2 separate regions of the Rattus norvegicus genome follow, and region 2 is linked to region 1. A link is a contact called in public Hi-C data. All regions are on one chromosome and are shown on one strand. Each heading gives the region's core, a stretch centred on a gene start, on an enhancer-like site or on the middle of the called end of the contact. The rest is flanking DNA. Distances are from core to core; before and after follow the strand shown. Region 1 has its middle 120 kb from the start of Rpl39l2. Region 2 holds the start of Tmem164 (transmembrane protein 164).

Region 1 (3,946 bases), core at 21-2,520:
AGTACTCTGTACTCATGTACTTCTGCACATCTAAAAAGTACTTTGGCTCCCATTACAGATGGTTGTGAGCCACCAGGTGGTTGCTTGTGATTGAAGTCAGGACCTCTGAAAGAATAACCAGTGCTCTTAACTGCTGAGCCATCTCTCTGGCCCTCTTTCTGTGTTTTTAAAGGCCAAAAAGAGAAGAGGATTGAGCCAGGTGAGACAGCCAAACGCATCTAATCACAAATCTTTACCCTCCTCCTCTCCTCTCACTCCCACTTCTACTCATCTTCCTTAGCCTCTGCCTGTTTTTCTGTCTCTGGCTTCCATGACTCATTTGCATCCTCCATCTAATATAATTTTGTTGCAGCAGAATTTCTAGAACATGCCTCACATTTATTCTCCATCCTTGAGACTCAATGTCTTCCTCTCCCTGTGTCTGGTTTCGCTTTTCCCTCTCTGTTTTAGGATCCTTTCACTTTTACCTGTGCCTTCCCTCTTTCTGTCTACTATATAAAAAATAGCCACTGTCCCATAACTTCTGGTCATCAGCTCCAGACCTATCTTTTTTTTTCATTTCTCCTTAGGCAATCTCCTTCTTTCTGGGGCTATTTTTATCTTTTTCATCTATGTACATCTATTTCTTTTTTCCTTCCCTTATCTTCCTGTGGACTTCTAAAACAGGTATATTTTTGTGTATGGGGTAGCACATACTTGTAACATATATACTCTGGATGCTGAGGCAGGAGGATCATGAGTTTTATAACAGCTATGGCTATATATTGATACTCTATGAACATATAAACAAACAAAAACCAAACAAGAAAGGGGGCATATTTAAGTTAAAAGGCAAGCCATTCTCTCTCTCTCTCTCTCTCTCTCTCTCTCTCTCTCTCTCTCTCTCTCTCTCTCTTCCTCTCTTCCTCTCCTGGCTTGACATGATAAAAAAAAAAGGCAAGCCATTTTTAAACAGCAAATTTACTATAATGTAATGTAATTACATATTTAAAGTATACAACTTCTTAACACGTATTCACCAGTTAAGTAACCTCCACAATTTAACCACTGTTTCCTTCACTCCTCTAAAATTTCTATAGGCTCTTTAACAGTCTCTCCTTCCCTTCTGGTATGGGTTGAATGTGCCGTGCTTCCCACAGGCTCATGTGTTAGAATATTTTTACCCCAGCTGGTGGTGCTGTTTTGGAAGCTTGTAGAGCCTTTAAAGTGGTGCCTAGCTGCCAGAAGTGAGTCACTGAGTGGGGTGAGCTTTGAGATTTCGAGTCTGACCCTTTCTCCCTCTCTCCGTGTTCTGTTCTGGTGAGATGTAAACACTGCAGTGTGACAGATAACCCTCTGCCACAGAGCGACTGCTAACATTCTTTTTGTGACATGATGGACTATGTAGCCTCTCAGACCACAGCTCAAAACAAGCTTCACTTCTCATTAGGCATTTGGTCACGGCAATAAGAAAAGAAACAGATATACCATTCTTTTCCCCTTCCCTCATGATCTCAAGAAACCTCTGATTTATGTTGATAGATGTTAGAAGAGGTAGGATAAATCAAAGAAAAATATTCAGAATGTCCAGTGGTGTGCTGTGCTGTGTCTAAAAATCATGATGGCAATATGTACATGACAATATTAGCCTTGTTTCATAAGCCATTTGGAGAAGGAAGGAATTAATTTTGAACGATGGGCCCTCTAGTGGCACACACAGGATGGCAAGACTTCCAGCCTGAGAAAATACAGTGCAATTGTTAAAAGAAAGTTGGGTTGAACCTTCATCCTCTGCACCCTAATAAATCCAAAGTACTAGTTGTTGAAGTGTATAAGCAACACTGTATTGACCACCTTAGAACACAGCCAAGCAATGTGTGTGAATCCGTCTGGCATTGCTCTGTGTTGAAGCAAACTTATGGAAATGTACACTTCATATATGACTTCTCAGACCTCAGCTGCATGGGCAAATTTGGAAATTGTGAAGATTCTTTTGACAGGGATCCCAAGAGACTTTTCACTATGACAGTGTAAGGGACTACCCACGTAAGTGACTACCTGGAATCATTTTTTTTTTTCTGGGAAGCCACACTAAGATAATAGGAAAACTGTACGATTTTGTAAAGAAATTGCTGTCTAAGGAGGGATGGATCTCAAATCATCCCCATCTCAGTTTCCAAGTCACAGCTTCAAAGCACCCAAGTCAGTGCATTTTAAGTGATAGTCATTGCGGTGGTTTGAATGAGTATGGCTCCCACAGGCTCATGTATATGAATGTTTGGTTCCCAGTTGGTAGAACTGTTTGGGGAGGATTTGGCCTTATTGGAAGAAGGTGTGTCACTGGGGGATCAGCTTTGAGGTTTCAAAAGCCCACACTAGAGCCAGTCTTGCTCTCTCTTTCTCTGTAGATCAGGCTGTAAACACTGTTCAGGCTACTCTTCCCACTATTGCTCCAGCACCATGTCTTTCTGCCACACTCTCTACCACAGTGGTCAGGCAATTGTAAGCAAGCCTCCAATTAAGCACACACATTTATAGTTGTCTTCACAGCAATAGTAACTGATATAGTCACTTCCTCATGCAGCTAATATTTTGAAATACAGAATAACACCCAGTGACACTACAATGTTGTATTTCACAAAATAAAATGTATTACCTAATTAAGATGTATATGTTGTAGAAACCAGTATGGTTGTGCATAGTTGTAGTATAAACATTAAGAAGACAGTAGAAAGAAGATCATAAGTCTCTTTATACAGTTTGTAGATTTGTGATTTGGGTTATTAGGGTTTATATCTGAGATCTTTGTGTGGATATTTGTGGCTGCACAGATGTGTATAAGTACACGCTTACATGAGTGGAGACCAGAGATCAACTTTCAGAGCCATATAACTTCTTGGATTTTGTTTGTTTGGGATTTTGAGACAGAATCTCTCTATGTAGCCCTGGTTATCCAGGAACTCAATATGTAGACCAAGCTGAATTTGAACTCACAGAGATCCATCTTCTGTCTTCCTAGTGCTGGGATTAAAGCTAAGTACCTAGCAGCCTTCACATGAAGATGCAGAAGTAGTCTCAGCCCCTCCTACACCATGCCTTCCTGGATGCTGCCATGTTCTCACCTTGATGATAATGGACTGAACCTCTGAACCTGTAACCAGCCCCAATTATGTTGCCCATATAAGACTTATCTTGGTCATGGTGTCCGTTCACTGTTCACAGCAGTAAAACCCTAAAACAGAAGGTGGTACCGGGAGTAGAGTATTGCTGTGATAGACCTGAACTGCTTTAGTATGAAAGAATGTGGATTTGGGTACTTTGGATTTGAAAAGCAGTGGCATGCTTTAAATGGGGTTTAATGGGCTATGCTAGGAGGAATATGGAAGACTTTGTTACTGAGAGTGATTTGAATTGTGTGGACCTGGCCCAAGAGGTTTCACTGGAGAATTTCAACATGTGACCTTGAGACTGTTTTTGTGGTATTTTGGTGAAAAATGTGGCTGCTTTTTGCCCTTGTCTGAAGAGTCTGCCTGAGGCTAAGGTAAAGAGACTCAGATTAATTGCATTGACAAAGGAAGTCTCAGAAACACCCATCATAGACTTTGTTCTTTGGTTATGTCTCTTGAAGATCATTTTAAAGAAGTATAGTGAGCTGAGAAAGGAAAAATATTTTTTTCCAGTATTTAAGGGGCACCAGGGAGTGAAATGGAGCTAAGTCCTATATTTAAGGAGATAACAGATTAAAGGAGAGGGACTTTGGGGTAAGATCCTACCCAGCTAAATTTAAATCCAGGCATAGTTATTCATACCTTTAATCCCAGGAGACAAAGCCAAACAAGTCTCTGAGTTCAAGGCCAGCCTAGGACAGAGTAAGTTCTAGGTGTAGAAAGCTTAAATCCAGGTTTGGTGGTATACACCTTTAATCCCAGAAGACAGGCATGCAGATCTCTGAGTTTAAGGTCAATCT
Region 2 (4,069 bases), core at 744-3,243, 120 kb before region 1:
AAAACACACAAAGTTTTCCACAGCCTGGAATCTCAAAAGACCTGATTGCCTTCCCTTTCTTCCTTTTCTCCTCATGCTCCATGAATTTATAGCTTCAGACCATCCTGGAGCAGGCTGAGTAAAGAAAATCTCCCTCTTGGGTCCTCACAGACGATTACTGGTACCTAGCTGGTAATTTCCCCTATCAATCCCATTTGTTTGCCTTAGCATAGCTAATGGGTAGAGATCAGGAAAGCAAAAGAAAACAGCTCTCTTGAGCTCCCTTGGAGCATGACCATAGGACAGACACTCCTAGTGGCAAGATGGAGGAGAGATCTGAAAAAAGTAAATACCCTCTCACATAGGATGGAGATCTCCAACCTGGGATCTTAGGAGCTTTGGGTTACTCAAGTGTCTCACAACCCAAAAGGTGATCTCACCCTGAGAGCATTCACTCCCAAATGAAAGTGTCATTAAGAGAAACCCCTAAAATTATTTCCCCAATGTACCACAGTGGAGACAAGAAAGCTTGTGTGTCCACCTCCAGGAAAGCCTGCCACCAGGCTCCTTGGGAAATTACTACAAAAGGCATGAGTACCTGGACATGTGCCACAGACGTGATTCTGAATGGTCACCTAGCTGGGGCTGGACTTCCGGCTGGTGAAAAGGCCAGGCCCCAGCAGAGCTGAGAGGGAGGGGCATGGGACTCTGAGTGCAAGTCATTTCTAGTGTTTCTCACCGCCACTGTAGGGCTGACCCGTTGCGCCACGCCGAAGTTATGAGCACAAAGGCAGATGCTGGTTGGAAAATCATGTTTAAGGGTCCCACTTCCCACGGGAACGAAGTGCTCTACACTACAGTGTCCCGAGCACGCAAATGACTTATCACTTAGGCTGCCCAGGAAAAAGTCAACAGACTCACATGCATCATGGTGACCAGGTGACAAGGGTTGAGCAGGTAGATGACGGTCTTGGTGGCGAACTTAAAGCCCACCTCCACCCCGAAGATCAGGCACAGGGCTACTAAGAGCAGATTCTTGCTCAGGCTCTCCTTGCCTTCCTCTGGCCGCTGGGTCACCTGCTGTGGCTGGCTGCTACGGCCACCCCTACCGTCCTCCTTCTGCCTCAGGATGTGCCGCAGGGCCACCAGGATCTCCAACAGGGCCAGGGTCAGGACCACCACACTTTCCAGCAGCCGCTGCTGCCAAGACAGGAAGGCAGCACAGTCGGGGCCCCCATTGCCTGCAAAACTGGGGTCGACGCCCCCATAGAGCCAGTCCAGGAGACTTTGGTAGCTATACCGGGACATGATGCAAAGTGGCTCCACTTGACTACGGTACAGGAAGCAAGAGCGAGATGGAACACGAGACAGAAGGGTTGCCCGGGCGGTGGAACATGTAAGGAGGGCACACCCGCACCCCCCCTCTGGACACTGGGGCACCTAGAACAGGGGAGGGAAAGCTACACGCGAGGCCCGGGGTAAAGTGCTGGCTCTAACTTGTCCCCACGGCTGTCTGGGGAGCCCCCCGCGCTTCTCCAGTGGCCACCAACGAGGCAGGGTTGAAAGGAGCCGTTGGCCAATCTAAAAGGAAGGAGAGGAAAAAAAGGTCTCAAAGAGGCAATTGCACGGGAATTAACGAAGCGGGGAGGGGTAACTAGCGAGGGAAGAAAAGGGGAACGGGAGTGGTGGCCAAGCAAGCACGGGTCGAGGGAAGTTGGAGGCCAAGAGGGTCAGGACTGGGACCTAGGGGGCCCGGCACTGCCGAGGGAGCCAAGCGGGAGGCAGAAGGGGGTGAGAGAGAGGGGACACGCGGAGGCTAGGAGAGGAGCTAGCAGGGCTAGGAGGGGAGCTAGCAGGGCCGGGCAGGCGGGGAGGGCGACGGGGAGGGCAGGGACGCCGGACTCCTCGTCTCAGCCACTCCACGAAAGAGGTGGGGGGGATGTCTTACTCCTGCAACCGCGTGGCCGTCTCTGCCCCCAGCTAGCAACTTCGCCGCCGACGGGGCCCCCTCTCCAGCCAATTTAGAGCAGTCCCGGTCCAGCCTCCCGCCCCTGGGTACACCCCCGAATCCCCAGCTCCACCCCCCCGGCCCCTCTCGCCCGCCCTCCGGGCCAGCGCCACCCTCAGCCCTCCGCCCGCCCGGGACCAGCCCCCCAGGCGCAGGCGGGCGGCGGGAGGAAGCCGAGAGGGAGGGCGGGGACCCGGGGCCATCCAGGGGCCGGGCCATGGGGCCGCCACCCTCCGCCCCACCACCACCGCTGCATCTTCCCGCTCCTCCTTGCCTGGCCCCCAAGGACCGGCCGTCTTGTCCCCTTGGGGTTCCACTCACCCGCCGCACAGCTCCGCCGCCCGGGCTCCACCGAACTCTCTGTCTCCCCGCACTCCCTGCAGCCCCAGGCGGCACTCGGCTGGGCTCCCCAGGCGGCCGCAGCAGCAGCAGCCGCCAGCGCCGCCGCTCACGGCTCCTCCTCCTTGCCTTCCTCCCCCAGCAGCCGCCGCTCGCTTCCTCCGGTTTCCCCTCCCTCTCTCCACCCCCTCGTCGCCAACTCCCTCCACCTTCGGCCCTCCTCCCGTCCACTTCGCCCCCCTTCTTACACACACACACACACACACACACACACACACACACACACTTCGCCCCCCTTCTTACACACACACACACACACACACACACACACACACCTCCCGTCTACTTCACCCCCTACATACACACACACACACACACACACACACACACACACACACACACACACACACACACACACACGTCCTCAAGCCACCACTGCCCCGCCTCGCAGCCTTCCCTCCACAGCCTACCCCCACTTCGTCCTCGCCGTCCACCTCCTGCCCTGCTTCCTCCACTTCCCCCCTCTCCACCCGGCTACCCTCCCGAGGCCCCATCCCCGCCTCTTTCCTCCTCCCCGCCTGGTCTTCTGCACTCGGAGCGTGCACTCATGTACAGTTTTGCTCCTTCGCCACTGTGACTGAATCCGCCTCCCTGCCTAAGCCTGGTGGACTAAGTCCTCCGGCGACCCAGTTCTCTGACCACTGCTTTGCATACCTGACCACATACTGGGCAATCCGCTCGCCCTCACTAACTTCTAGGAGTAACACTGTGAAACTACTGGACAGGCTTTAGCTTGGGGAGTGTGCTGAGTATGGACTTCCTGCTTCCTCCCTTTCGGCCTTGAAATGGGAGACTCATAAAAGACCAGAAAAGTATCTCTCACCCTTCTTGTCCCAGCCTCACTTTCTTCTTCAGCCCCCTAAATTGGGGGCTTCTCCTCAGACACCATCTAACTCAGCTCTTATGCTTTTCTCTCTCCTGCTACACAATCCTCGCTGGCTCCTTCCGTCGATCTCCCTCCCCGCCCCCCTTCCGACAACAGCGCGCCTTCAGTGATAGACTAGCTGGAGGAAAAGAAGCTACTCCTGACCTCTTTCCCTCCCCACCCCACAAAGAGAAAGAGCAGCTGCTTCCTAGCCCCGCCTTGGATAGAACAGCCAGTGAGTGCTAGCTGGGTCCAGGGGGCCCCTCTTCTCTGCCGCTTTCTACCTAGTGTCTGGACTGGCTCTTCTAAGGACTAGTAATTAAGGAAAGAACTACTCAGAATGTACCTCATATCGGTTTAATATTTATTGGAGATTCACGTAAGTTAGAGGAATATCCAGAAAAACCACAGTTGGGCACCTTGCTTAGGAAACACTTTCAGATGTTGGCTCTATGCCAGTCTTAAAATGTAAAATCCAGTCTAGTGTATTTTCAGGCCAATACTGTCCGATCCTTTGCAACCTAACAAATGCAGCCAGACAAGCTTGTGTGACTTCAAGCTTTGTGAAGCATCCACCCTAGGCAGGATGTTTGTCAAGAGGCTAATTAAAAAAGAATGGCAACAAACAAGAATGTGTTCAGAAGCTCTCAATTGGCTCTCCTTAGGTGTTTTGCTTAATCTCAGCAATATGACCAAAGAACAAAGCAACGAAGCTCCTAGCACAGAAATGTAACATCTGGAGGCCTCAAGTTCCTATCTTCAAAGAAGTAAGAATGACAATATAACTCTCAGTGATGGCTTCATTCATCTCTCTCATT

The links. Hi-C and Micro-C count contacts between places; a contact is called where the count stands out from the background.
Region 2: a Hi-C map of Schwann cells shows a contact between it and region 1, with 5 times the contacts expected there. The contact joins the promoter of Tmem164 here to the enhancer-like site in region 1. A contact is called at or near these places in 2 of 12 Hi-C or Micro-C datasets (Schwann cells and kidney).

Annotation. Positions count from the first base shown.
Region 1 is chrX:110,960,170-110,964,115 of GRCr8, reverse strand. No RefSeq gene overlaps it. Among named protein-coding and RNA genes, the nearest start is that of Rpl39l2, 120 kb to the right of the region's middle. Within about 2 kb of position 1,270, at least 1 of the 93 cell types and tissues checked has an H3K27ac peak or open chromatin away from gene starts, as enhancers often do. A contact at or near this core is called in Schwann cells, where this site is marked.
Region 2 is chrX:111,084,104-111,088,172 of GRCr8, reverse strand. It overlaps Tmem164 (transmembrane protein 164), which reads right to left and starts at 1,993. Exons shown (of 7, transcript NM_001109014.1): 1 at 1,928-1,993; 2 at 901-1,560. The coding sequence starts at 1,287.